Linked DNA regions of Sus scrofa: all the other regions are linked to region 2. Evidence: chromatin contacts called from public Hi-C data. All regions are on one chromosome and are shown on one strand. The core of a region is the stretch at or near the end of the contact, and the rest is flanking DNA. Distances in the headings are between cores, read along the strand shown.

Evidence for each region. A called contact is a pair of places that touch in the nucleus more often than the background predicts.
Region 1: a Hi-C map of retroperitoneal adipose tissue shows a contact between it and region 2, with 1.8 times the contacts expected there. The contact joins the enhancer-like site here to the promoter of JAG1 in region 2. A contact is called at or near these places in 4 of 47 Hi-C or Micro-C datasets (embryonic fibroblasts, liver, omental adipose tissue and 1 more).
Region 3: a Hi-C map of embryonic fibroblasts shows a contact between it and region 2, with 2.6 times the contacts expected there. The contact joins the enhancer-like site here to the promoter of JAG1 in region 2. A contact is called at or near these places in 3 of 5 promoter capture datasets (fetal liver, fetal skeletal muscle and liver), 12 of 47 Hi-C or Micro-C datasets (embryonic fibroblasts, fetal heart ventricle, fetal skeletal muscle and 6 more) and 1 of 2 datasets of contacts at active chromatin or transcription factors (skeletal muscle).
Region 4: a contact with region 2 is called in a Hi-C map of omental adipose tissue, with 2.1 times the contacts expected there. The contact joins the enhancer-like site here to the promoter of JAG1 in region 2. A contact is called at or near these places in 3 of 5 promoter capture datasets (fetal skeletal muscle and liver), 19 of 47 Hi-C or Micro-C datasets (embryonic fibroblasts, epiblast stem cells, fetal heart ventricle and 12 more) and 1 of 2 datasets of contacts at active chromatin or transcription factors (skeletal muscle).

What each region holds. Positions count from the first base shown.
Region 1 is chr17:20,311,451-20,314,791 of Sscrofa11.1, forward strand. All of the region lies in intron 2 of LOC110257380 (a long non-coding RNA gene), which reads right to left. Among named protein-coding and RNA genes, the nearest start is that of TRNAC-ACA, 150 kb to the left of the region's middle. Within about 2 kb of position 1,326, at least 5 of the 83 cell types and tissues checked have an H3K27ac peak or open chromatin away from gene starts, as enhancers often do. A contact at or near this core is called in omental adipose tissue and retroperitoneal adipose tissue, where this site is marked.
Region 2 is chr17:19,628,190-19,631,542 of Sscrofa11.1, forward strand. It overlaps JAG1 (protein jagged-1), which reads right to left and starts at 1,470. Exons shown (of 26, transcript XM_005672699.3): 1 at 874-1,470; 2 at 157-462. The coding sequence starts at 954.
Region 3 is chr17:20,492,505-20,495,472 of Sscrofa11.1, forward strand. All of the region lies in intron 1 of LOC110257380 (a long non-coding RNA gene), which reads right to left. Among named protein-coding and RNA genes, the nearest start is that of TRNAC-ACA, 330 kb to the left of the region's middle. Within about 2 kb of position 1,492, at least 8 of the 83 cell types and tissues checked have an H3K27ac peak or open chromatin away from gene starts, as enhancers often do. A contact at or near this core is called in embryonic fibroblasts and retroperitoneal adipose tissue, where this site is marked.
Region 4 is chr17:20,220,067-20,223,029 of Sscrofa11.1, forward strand. All of the region lies in intron 2 of LOC110257380 (a long non-coding RNA gene), which reads right to left. Among named protein-coding and RNA genes, the nearest start is that of TRNAC-ACA, 57 kb to the left of the region's middle. Within about 2 kb of position 1,340, at least 12 of the 83 cell types and tissues checked have an H3K27ac peak or open chromatin away from gene starts, as enhancers often do. A contact at or near this core is called in omental adipose tissue, where this site is marked.

The DNA of each region.
Region 1 (3,341 bases), core at 76-2,575, 680 kb after region 2:
TCTGACAATTTTTTGTTACTCATTTCAAATGTCTCCTTTGATACAGTTTCATTTTTCTTTTTCTTGGCTGTGCCCATGACATGCAGAACTTCCCAGGCCAGTGATCAAACCCTTGTCACAGTAGGGACAATGCCAGATCCTTAACTTGCTGACCCATGAGGAAACTCCACGCTTTCGATTTCCATATGCATTTTACATAATTTTTGACTCTATCATTTCCTATTGATCAGAATATATTATGGCCAGAATGTCACTTTGAAATAAGAGTTTGTTATTGCTTCCACAATATTTTGAAATTTTCACACTGACCTGAATCCACAAACCAGTGGAGGTACATTAAGAGCTGGGGGAAAGTCTTCTCAGAAGTCTTCTTCAGAAGTGAGCTTTTTAAAGTTTAAGTTCCATAAAAATTGATTTTCCTTAAGGATATTTCACTTACTCCCTGCGGTTCTCTCTTTATATATAACATTGCATCTGAACAGGAAGGTTGTTGGATGGTTTGTACCTTCCTCCTTCATTTCCTTAGTAAAGACATTTTTAGATCGTATCTTACATGGGCACCATTCTACATGCTGGGCAAACAACACTGAATAATTCAGATGGACCTTCACAGTGATATTATAGTAGGTGGAGACAGGGCACCATTTTTAAAAATAGCAGAATTTAGGTGTACCAAGGGATGCGATGGAAGGGTCAAAGTGTAGGTAAAGAATAACTTAGGTGGAGCCAGGTGAGATAAAGTGTAAGACAGTGACTCTGAGGAGTTGACATCTAAGTTGGTGTCTCCGAGCCATACGAAAAGAGTCACCATCCTTCTCTTCTCAGCGCTACCCTGGGCTCTGCGTACCATCTGTCATGTCCTTGCAGATATTTACTGAATGAATAAGTCAATAATGGCCAATGGTTACCAAAGGAGACAGACTGGAGCGATGGACTGGAGATTTGGGATTGGCATATGCACACTGAAGTATATGGGATGATTGGCTGACAGGGACCTGCTGTATAGCACAGGGAACTCTACTCAATATTCTATGATAATGTTTGTGGGAAAACAAGCTGAATGAGAATGGATGTGTATATAGGTATAACTGAATCACTTTGCTGTACAGCAAAATTTATCACAACATTGTAAATCAACTATACGGCAATAAAACTTTAAAAAATGAAAAAAAAAAATGGCCAAAGGTCCAGGCCTTGGCTCTGGGAAGCACTTTGGTTAATGTTGTCTTTAAAGTTCTATTTTGAAGAGCTGTTTAGACAAGTCCCAAGGTAGATTTTTACTTTGCGGGGTGGGGGAAGAGATTTTCCTTCAGTTTTTATTCATTACTTATTGCAAAAGTGATTTTGCAATGACTGATTTCAACATTTCTCCCTGGGCTTCTAAACCACCCTGGTCTCAAGCAAGCCTGAGCAAGTTTCCAAAAACAGGGTTTTTTCTTCAAGCCTGACCTCCCAATCTGCCACAAGGAAGCTTTGTACATCCACACCTGTGTGGGGCACAAGTGGAAGTGCAATGGAAGTGAAAACAAGCCCAGTAGGCCCAGGTGGTATATTTGCAGAATCTTGCTTCTCCCAAAACATTTCCTGTGAATCACAAAAGCTCACGCTTCGATATGGTCTCTGAGGCTTGATTTGTAGTGGATTATACATGAGCCCCACCTTGTGCTTCTCCACAAATATTTCCACTGGATCATTTCTAAGGCAAAGAAATTCAAACACACTTAGGAAACTTGCTATTCATTGATTAGTTGAGTAAAAAATAAACAGTGAAAAAAAAATCAGAATGCATGAAATGAATGTTTCAGTCTTTGACCAATTTCTTTTTTGTTTGTTTTTATTTAAGACTGAAAGCTATTGGCTTTTTCTGCTATAGTTTCCTTTTATAATTATTGATCTCTATTAGCATTACAATTGTAAATACCTGATATGAATTTCTCTCTTTGATCTGTCTTACTTGTCAATCAACAGTCTTTTAAGCTGTAGATTCTTTCTTTCCTTCTTGACATTTGCCATTGTTTTCCACCCTGAATGCCTGGCCTCTGTTGTTCTCAAAAGCTGCCCAGAATCACTAAGAGAGTATACTGTAGTATCAAGTACCATGGCTTCAGGCTTTGCTGCAGCTGCCCACTTTCTAAAAGCTCCCTTTATTCTTTGCAACTGCGCTTATCCAATTCAGACTGACAAATATCAGTTCTTTCTCCCTACCTTTCATGCAAAAAAAAAAAAAAAAATTCCCCAAAGAAAACCCAAAACCCCTGAAAGTGTAATGAATCCCTCCCTTTGCTTAGTGTACATTAATACACCTTGTAATTGCCTTTCCCTGTTGGTTTTGGTCCTTTGCCCTTTTATCCTTTTCTTTTGTACTCAGGCTTCCTCAGCATGACCATTCCCAGCCTTGGAATCCAAGTTGCAAATGCAGAAAACATGCCCATCCATTTAGGATAAACTGAGTAGCTTACATTAAAGAGGCCACAGCACATCATCTGGTGGTACTGCTGGCTAAAAGCACCCATTGCTTGGTTCTCGAGAAAGCAGGAAGTCTTGGATTCAAGACTAATGACTTAGGAGCTCAAGAGAACACTGCGGGGTCTGGTGGAGGTGAACCCTCTAGTAGTATATTAGTATAGTATGGTATATGTATATAGTATAGATACAGTAGTATGTAGCATATTTTTCAATCAGCCTCCTGGAGAAATCTGGAGTCTGCCAACCATTACCTCTGGGGTGATCTCACTGGTTATATGATTCTGTGCAGCTCCTCTGCTGTTTCACTTGCCAATTTTAAGTAAGAATAGCTATGCTAGTAGGAATAGCCACATTTTACAGTATCCAATTAACACTTGAGGAGAGTGCCCTTGGGGAGGTCATTTAAAGCAAACGTAAAGACTGCCTAGTCTCTACTAAGTGGAATATGTGAGCTCTTCATTTAATATAAGTCATTAGACAAGAATCAAGTCTTTCCTTACAAGGAAACTACAGAGTTTTTCTAAAGTTATTTTTTGTTGCTTTATAGAATAATCAAATGGCTGTTAAAATTCTTACAGAGTCATGGGTACCATGGCCCCTTTAGGATATGAGTGGGCCTGTTCTTCAGACCTCAAGAACTCCAGGGCTGGACAGGGGCTTAGAGACAGGATTGAAATAGGGAAACAGTAAGGATCCTTTCTGAGGCCATATTCTTTTTTTTTTTTTTTTTTTGTCCTTTTAGGGCCACACCAGCAGCATATGAAAGCTCCCAGGCTCAGGGTCGAATTGGAGCTATCTATAGTAGCCGGCCTACACCACAGCCACAGTAAAGCCAGATCTAAGCCACATCTGCAACCTACACCACAGCTCAAGGC
Region 2 (3,353 bases), core at 220-2,719:
GCTACACAGTCTCAGCTCCCTAACACCCCACCCCAAAGACGTCCTGGGTTAATGCCGAGTTTCCAGCCAAGGCGCTGTAAATCCCTCTCCTCTCTCAAGAGAAATCAGGGTTCCGCTCGCGGGTGCGGACCCCAGGCCGGCCCGGCAGTCACTCACCGGCCAGGCGAAACTGAAAGGCAGCACGATGCGGTTGCGTTCGTTGCCGCGACTGGCCTTGAGGTTGAAGTTGTTGCCCCCGATGACAGGCGTGGACCCCGAGCCGAAGCTGCAGGGCCCCCCGGCCGTAACGCGCCACTGGTACTCCTTGAGGCACACTTTGAAGTACGTGTCACACTCGTCGCGGGAGCACTTGCGGTCCCCTGGGTTCCGGGCGCCGCCGCAGCAGTTCCCGTTCTGCAGCTCCCCATTCACGTTCTGCATGGACAGGATCTCCAACTCGAACTGACCGGAGGCCCAGCACACCTGCCGGCAGGGGAGGGAGGGAGGTCAGCACAGGGGAAAGTTGTTTTCTTCGAGGGTGGAAGTGGAGACTCCTTCCCCGCCCGCCCCGACGAGCCCTTGGCGCCAAGTGAAGATAATTTTGCAAAACTGGGTGCAAGGGCTTAACGTGATTCCCGGGCTTAGGAGGCTGGAGTGTGGGAGAAATCCGACACGACTGTTCCCGGGGAGCAAGCAAGCCCTGCCCAGCCTGGGGGTACATTTAGGAGCCCAGGGGCTCCTACAGCCCAGGTGCAGCCTCTCGGGCGTAGGGGCCCAGGCAGGAGCAGGAGCCCTGGGGCTCCCGAGGCTGCTACAGGCGCTCAATCGCAGGCGTCCAGGCGCCGCGAGGGAAACGAGAGGGCGGGCTGGGAGGGGGGCCGGGTAGACTCCTACCTTGGCTCGCAGGGCGCAGAGCAAGGCGAGCAGGAGGCTCAGGGGGCGCCCGGGCCGGCCGCGCGTCCGTGGGGACCGCATCGCTGCACCGCGCGCCGCGGGCACTCGGGACGCCGCCGCCGCCGCTGCTGCTCGCGCTGGTGCTGCCGCTGGTGTTGCCGCCGGTGCTGCCGTCGCCGCTGCCCCTGCGGCCGCCGCGTCCGGGCTCTAATATACTCCGCCGATTGGAGCATGCACGACTGGAAAACAACACCACTTTTCAAAAGCCCTTTCAAGAGCGGCCCGTTCCAGAAGGCAAAGAGCCCGGCCTCCTTTTATTATTCTGATCGCTTCTTTGAGGCGCTCCCCCTCCTCTTCCACCTCCCGGCTTTCTTTCCTTCTCTCGCGCTCCCCTTCTTTTATTATTATGATTATGCGCAGCCTTTTATTCCCTTTCAGATCAGCTGCTCAGAAAGGAGGGAGGGAGGGGAGGAAGGAAAAAAAATAAAAAAATAAAAACCCGAGCCCAGCTCGCGGCCCGGCCGCAGGTAACACAATGACGCGTGCCCGCCCGGCTCTCGGAGAGGGACTCAGAGAGCCCGTCTGGGAGCCGCGGCTGGGGCTGGCCACCTCTACCCAGCGCGCAGGACAGGCGCATGCGTGCTTATTAATATTCATGAGGGGCGTGACCACCAGCGACACGCCCCTTCCCTCCCAAAGGATGGGGAGGGGGAGTACTGGAAAGAACTTAGAAGGGGTTGAGGGTGGGAGACGCGCAGGGCCACGTAGACGTCTGAGGGCCCAGCGTAGACCCCTGCCCTCGGGTGTTTGGGTCCAGGCGGGAAGAAGGGCAGGAGGCTGGAAGGAACATGAAGGCTCCGTTGCTCAGGGACGCGCGGGGCCAGTTTGACGCCCAGGGCCCCCTGCGCGGACCGCCCCCTTGGGCACCTCGCGCCGAGCGCCTCTGGCCTCCTGTCGGAGCCCCAGGTGTAGGCGCCTCGGCACTGCCTGAGCGATCGGAGCGGGGCGGCTTCCGCCTTCCGTGCTGCCTGCGTCAGCCGCGGCTTTCGCCCCTGTAGGAGGGCCTGCCCTCCGGGAGCCCGGCCCGCTTCCCGCGAGCGAGTGAGCAAGCCGCCCAGAGCGCGCAGCTGGCGGCAGAAGCGGCGGCGGCGAGGCTGGCGCGCTGGCCGCCGTCTGCTTGCCGGGCAGAGGCGACCTGGGCAGGCGCTGCTGGGAACTTTGAAAAACTTTCCCGGAGCCGAGCTGGCCGCAGATTCGAGGGGAAGCCTCGGCCGCGCCCCACCCCCTCCCAAATCCGAGTCTGCGGAGCCTCAGAGGGCTCCCAGCTTCCTTTCCAAACCGCGCCGGGGCAGAGGAGGGGAAGCCAGACGAGGCCAGAGGGCAGCGGGCACGCGGGGGTCCTGCCCAGGCAGAGATGCTGATGGGCTAGGGCTCGCACCCTCCCGGTCCCGCCGCCCAGGCCGCAGTGCCTGAATTGCACCTGTAGGCGGCCTCCGAGCAGCTCTGGGTGGCCAGAGAGCTTGGAAGGGACTGTCTCACTGCCAGAGCCTGGCAGCAGAACTTAGCTTCTCTGGGGTGGCAGTGGAAACTGATGCTATTTTCTACCTTGAGGCGAGCCTCGCAATTAACAGCGACACTCTCGGTCATAACCAAGGTCAAAGGGAAACCTGCAGGTTGGCCGACGCCTCCACCAAGCCCTCTAGGCGGACCTACTGCTGTGTTTGAGGGAATCTCTTTAGAGAAAAAAAGGTTAATTTCCACTGAAAGGTGGACAAAGTTTTGGCCCCTCTGTTGGCTACGTCCTGCCGAAAAAAAGTGATTCTTCAGGGGCTGGATGATGGCTGGATGTGAAGCATGATGGGCTGCAGGGGTCAAGGGAAAGTATTTTCCAACATGCTGAGTTAGAGAATAAAAGGGTGGTTATTTACTTACTACATTTCATGGGTGGGTCAATATGGGCAGTATTTTCAGTACTAGATCTCATCCCACCAGGGAATAAAATAAGGCAGCTAACTGACCTCTGTGTTGCCTTGGTTCAAAGTCACCAAGGATGGCTTAGGAATCTTGGCATTTTAAGGATGCAAGAAATGCTCCTAAGAAAGGCACCTTCTCAATGTATCCCATCTTGATCATTGGTGAAAGAATTAGTCCATATTTGGGAAGGGACATATCCAAGAGCAGGATAAGTCTGCAGCTGCCATAAACAGACAATCTGGGTGTTTCCTCTTAACTGACCCCAGTCCCGGTCCCTCCCCCCATTTTCTTGAGTACTAGGCATCCAGTTGTCAAATATAATTTCACCTAGACTTCTCTCACCAACTCTCAAACCAATCTCTCCTACCACCCCCAGTTTTCCCAGAATGGGGTGCTAAATAATGGTTTAAAAGCAAATGCTGGTTCTAGAAAAAAAAATTATGATGGCTGTTGAGGCCTTAAAATACACACTCCTTAGAATTCCACCTGTTGTAACCTATTTCAAT
Region 3 (2,968 bases), core at 242-2,741, 860 kb after region 2:
AATAGGATTGTTTTCATGTTATTATCAGTCATTTTGACTTATCTGCAGCATTCAAAACACTCTTATTTCAGCAGCAGCGACTCTGATCTCTTAGTTGTTTGATAAAAGTGAAATAAATTATTCAGACAACACAGTGTTTAGTGAAGAGGAAAATCCCTTCCAGGGGATTTAGTCAACTTCCACAAGAAGCTTCATGGAAGAAGAATTGGAGTTTGTCCCTGATGCTGCACAAGGATGTTTAAAGGGAGAGGTGACTTTCACACTCTTTGCTTCATGGTGCACTTTCACCAAAGAGCCGCAGCACTTCCACAGAGGTTTAGGAAACTACCAGAGCAGGTGTTCACCGCCCCTTTAGGTTTTCGGACACTCATTCATTCGTTCATTAATGCCCTCATGGGTGCATTCCATTAAAAGCTGGGGAGAAAGGATTTTCTACTCGAGAGATTCCAACTCTTTGATGCGACCTTTGCATTTTTTATTATATTGCATGAGAGGGGTTTAGATAAATCAGATTTTTTTTTTTTTTGTCTTTTTAGGGCTGCACCACAGCATATGGAAGTTCCTAGGCTATGGGTGGAATCTGAGCTGTAGCTGCCAGTCTATGCCATAGACACAGCAGATCCTTAAACCACTGAGGCCAGGGATCGAACCCGAGTCCTCATGGATACTAGTTGGGTTTGTTACCACTGTACCACTATGAGAACTCCTTTTTCTTTCTTTCTTTCTTTCTTTTTTTTTTATAACTGATGCAGTTCTTGGCTGATCGTGGACTTGGGCTGTAAGGACTGGTCATCACAAAGTTTGAGATTTTGCCCTAGGTCACATTTCCTATTTTGTAACTTCCTTCCAATTAAAAAAATGAGCAAAGGACCTGAATAGACATTTTTCTAAAGGAGACATACAAATAGCCAAAGGTCGATGAAAAGGTGTTCAAAATCATTAATAATCAGGGAAATGCAAACCAAAACCACAAAGAGCTAACACAACTGTTGGTACAGCTGTTATCAAAACAAAAGACAACAGGTGTTGGCAGGGACGTGGCGAACAGGGAACCCTTGTGGCACTGTTGGAAGGAGTGTAAATTGGCACAGCCACCATACAAAACAGTATGGAGGGTCCTCAAATTAAAAATAGAGTACTGGCCATTAATGGCTCACAGTTGTCCTTTCTTCCCCAGCAGCAGCCACAGACTGACTGGCAAGGAGGTACAAAGTACAAGCCCTTGTGCTTCAGGTGGGAGCATCTGGGCCAAGGCTTCCTCTGGGAACAGCTGAAGGTAGGCTCTGGCTATGACCACATTCTGCTCAGTTCCCTCCCTGCCCCCTCTACTGCCCTCTGCCTCTCCTGACAGCACTGCCCCAAGAATCATACATACATAGCCTTTCAAAGTGGGGACATAAAATCCGAGTTGAATACCTACATACTCTATCACACTAGCCATGTATCTGCAAGGATTAATCCTTAAGAATGTGAGAAATCCCCTTCCTGGAGCATTAGTCATCACCCTCAGAACGACTTAGCACAGTCATTATAAATCTGATAAGTGCAAGCTAAACTGCGGATACATTTTTGAAAAGTTCATACTTGAGTGAGAGTAAGTCACACATATGTCAATGCATTTTTACACAAACATCCCTATCTAATTAGTTTTGTTTTTAGAAGTTCAGATTGTCCCTCCACATTCCCCTCCCATCTCCAGCCAGAAGAAAGGTCATGATCCATGCACACATTTTCTAGGACACTTAAGCTGACTGTTATACCTCCAGAGGAGTTTGGTAGTTCTGGAGAAATCTAAGAGCTTACGTCACTGCAGGAAGCTGAGGAAGGAAATGGCACAATTCAAGACCTTCCAGTCGCCCCCAGTCACTAAAGCACGGAGTTCATTTGGGGAAATGATGAGAGAGATTAGGTTACGAAATGAAGGCAGGGTCCAGATTACGACAGGCCTTGAATCATATAAAAATAGTTGGGCCTTTATTTTTTTTTTTAAAAGGACAATGGGTTTACTGGTTTTGTGGGGCTGCTTTACAAATTACCAAAAACTGTGTGCCTTAAGATGATAATTTATTATCTTATCCCATGTTCTGGTAGCTATTAGTAAACCTTGGCCATGGTCCCATCTCTTTCTGCTCTGTCTTCATATCATCCTCCTTTATTAGTCTCTCTCTCTCTAATAATACATGTGACAGCATCTGGGGTCCCCCTAAATAATCTGAAATATCCTCATGATCCTTAATTTAACTGTATCTGCAAGGATCCTTTTTTTCCCAAATAAGGTAATGTGCACAGGTTGTGGAGATGAGGATGTGGACATACCTGTGGGAGCCATTATCAGCCTTCTACAATGGCATGTGTGAACGCCTTTAAATCAGAGAACCAGCAAATTTGTTAGGGAAGATAAACTTAGAAATGTGCATTTAAAGGCATTATCCATATGGGTTAGATAGAGTTAATACTAGAGGTGGGAAACCTTACAGATGGCTTGGTCAATAGTACAGATGGTGGACTTCCTGTCATGGCTCAGGAGAAACGAATCTGACTAGAATCTATGAGGATACAGGTTCGTTCCCTGCCCTTACTCAGTGAGTTAAAGATCTGGCATTGCTGTGAGCTGTGGTGTAGGCTGCAGATGAGGCTCAGATCCTGTATTGTTATGGCTGTGGCTACAGCTCCAATTCGACTCCTAGCCTGGGAACCTCCATATGCCGCAGGTGAGGCCCCAAAAAGACCAAAAAAAAAAAAAAAGTAGTTCAGATAGTCAATGGTGAGGAATTGTATAAAGGTATTGGTGGTGGGAAGGAGATAACTGACAGAATTTAAGGACAGGTTAGATGTATGGATGAGAGAGACCTAGGAGCTAGGAATGATTGTAAGAGGTCTGAGCTGGGCTACTACATGGCCGGTCTTCCTTTCATTGAAGTAGGTCATGGACTGTGGGTTTAGCTTTGGCAGAAGTGCCAGAGGAGGA
Region 4 (2,963 bases), core at 90-2,589, 590 kb after region 2:
AGCAAGCGTTTTAGAGTTCAAAGTCAGATTATCTTTTGTTTGTGACTATTTCTGTGGGAAGAAGCTTATGAGGCCAGTGGCATTTTTCCCGGATACCAGCAGTCAACATTTTTCTCTGTTTCTGTTCCCATTAAGTACTATGTCTAGGACACATGTACTTAAGTGATTTAACAAAAGGCACTCTCTCATTGACAGGCAGTGCAAATACAGATTAGCTTGAAGAATTCTCCTTTTGCACCAAAATTTTGATTTGATGCCAGCATTAATCCAAGGGAAGATTATGTGCGACTGAGTTTTAAGTAGATGGTGAGATGAAATGAGTCTGTGTGTGTGCGCGCTCACACACATGCACACATAAGCGAGGGAGAGCAAGCTCACACACTTGCATGGAAATGGTGACCCGGTTCTAACTCTGGGGGGACAAGCAAGGCTGTTGTAAGGCACGAATGACTTCATCAGGAACTCAGGAAATCCTCACTCGAACTTCCAAATATACAAATAGATTCCTTTTATTCTGCTGTGAATCAAAATGATGCCACGTCCTGTACTGAAGGATGTTGTTGACCAGGTTGAATGGGAGCCAACCATGCCTTGCCTTTGTTTCAATGACAGTCCTTCCAAAGTTCAGCATCTTAAGGCTGGGAGTCACCTTATTTGGCAAACACTCAGGAGTTTTGTTTCCAGATTTCTTTAGGGGTCACAGCATTGTCATTTACTTCAGGGTAGGAGAACGTGTTAATTGCGTGAAGCCAGATGCACAAATATTTGTTTGCGCCAGGCTGGCTACTGTGCAGCCACATCAAAATAGAGAGTAATAGCTGAAAACAAATTCCTACTATAGTGAAGCTCTATTGTCATTGAGCCAAAGATCTTTTTAAAACTTGCTAACTGCAAATATATGTGGGAGTGGGTGAATAGATAACATGGGCTTATTTTTTCTTTCTTGCAGGAAACCATAGGTGACCACAAGTCTTTCTAAATATTAACTTCTCAAACTAATCAGGTAACTTGCTCAGGGGTATGGCAGGATGGAATGGTCTGTTGACCAGGCACATGGGGATGAAAGGTAGCACCTTGAGGGCAATGTTACAAACACTTCTGAAATTAGCAATTCCACTCTAGGGGACACCAAGGTATGAGTCCCTTCAACCCAGCTGGATGGGGCCCCTGTGAGATGTCCTTTGGATTTCAGAAGAGGGCACTCTGCCCAATTTTCCCAGCTGCAGGAAAGAAGAAATCACCCGAAATGCTGAGATAATGCTTGAACTTGCAGTGTCTTCTGTCCCGCCTTCTGGTCCACCCCCATCAAATTCTATCTTTGTTTTAGGCCATGACTCATGACCCACCCCCACCCCTCAGTCAGCTGTGACTCATAGCAGAAGCCAGATAAACTGTGAGAGGAACAGCAGGGTGGAAGAGCTTCAATGTTTTTCCTCTTTTTGCCTAATGAGAAAAGTCAGGTCAAATGGTCATTGGTGGGAATCTTCTTTGACGGTTTTTGCTTTGTCTTTGTGTTTAATTTAGGGGAATTCCTTCATTGGATGGAGGATCCAGCTGGGTGTTCCCTTTTAAGGTAACTCAGTTATGCTGTGGTTCTAGCCACCACTGGAAATCAACTACCTTTGACTGATTGTGAAAATGGCACCCCACTATTTTTTTTTTTTTTGTAAAAACTGCTCCCTGAATCCCTGCCCTTTGCAATGGGACTTTACAGCTACTTCCATTAAAGGGTGGGGTCTCTTTCACTCACTTCTTGAGTTTGGGTTTGGGCACGTAACTTACTCTGTGCAATATAATGTTGCAGAAGTAATTTTGTGCCAGTTGGGGATCCAGGCATCAAGAGCCCATACATTCTTTGGCCATCTCTTTTACTCCTCTGCTTTTCTGTGATAGCAAACCTAGGCTAGCCTGCTGGAGGATGACAGTCTCATCTCATGCAGCAGAGTCAAGTCATCTTGGCCAAGGCTAACCTAGACCAGCCAGATTCCAGCCCACCTGCTGGTTGGCTATTGACAAATGAGTGACTGGAGCCGAAATCAGCCAACCCTGGCCCAGGTTAACAGAACTGCTCAGTCTACCTGTAGCTTCATGAGAAAAGCAAAAGCAAAACCACAAAATTTCTGTAGAAAGCCACTAATATCTGTGATAGTTTGTTACTTTGGTACCAGATAACTGAAATGCTACCCTTCTGTGTTTTAACTCAACAACATGGACTGACATTTTTAGATTCAAAGAAGTCATGTCCTGGGCATTTCAAGAGATCATATGCCTGAAACTTGAGTCCTCTCAGTTATCAAAATTTCGTTGCTAAAGGCCCTCCAAAGGTTGGAGAAAGTTAAGCTTTTCAAGCATGTCACATGAATTTATTAAGAAGAAATTTTATCCCTATCCTGCTGCACATAGGTTGTCAAACCAAGTTGAAATCAGTGCCAGACCAACTGGGTTAATTTGCAAGCACTGGAAAGCCGAGTATCATAGATTGGGTAATTTAAACAGTAGAAAGTCATTTTCTCAACAGTCTGGAGGCTACAAATTCAAGATCAAGGTGTCAGCAGGGTTGATTTCTTCTGAGGCCTCTCTGCTTGGTCCTCATATGGTCTTCCCTGTGTGTGGGGATGTGAGTCCAGATTTTCTCTTCTAAACACACCAGTCACATTGGATCAGGGCCCACCTAAATGACCTCATTTTAACTCAGTTAACCTCTTTAAGGTCCATGTCTCCAAATACAGTCACATTCTGAGATTGAGGATAAGGACTTCAGTATAAGAAGTTGAAGGGGCACAATTCAGGCCACAAGACCCATTTATGTGCTGCCTGCTATTATATTCCTAAAACACAGCACAGATGATATGACTACTTCACTCAAAATTTCTCTATGGTTTGGAACTGCATATAAGATTAGAATAAAAATCCATGGACCCTTCCAATTCCTCCATTATCTTAATACAATAGCTAAAGCGACC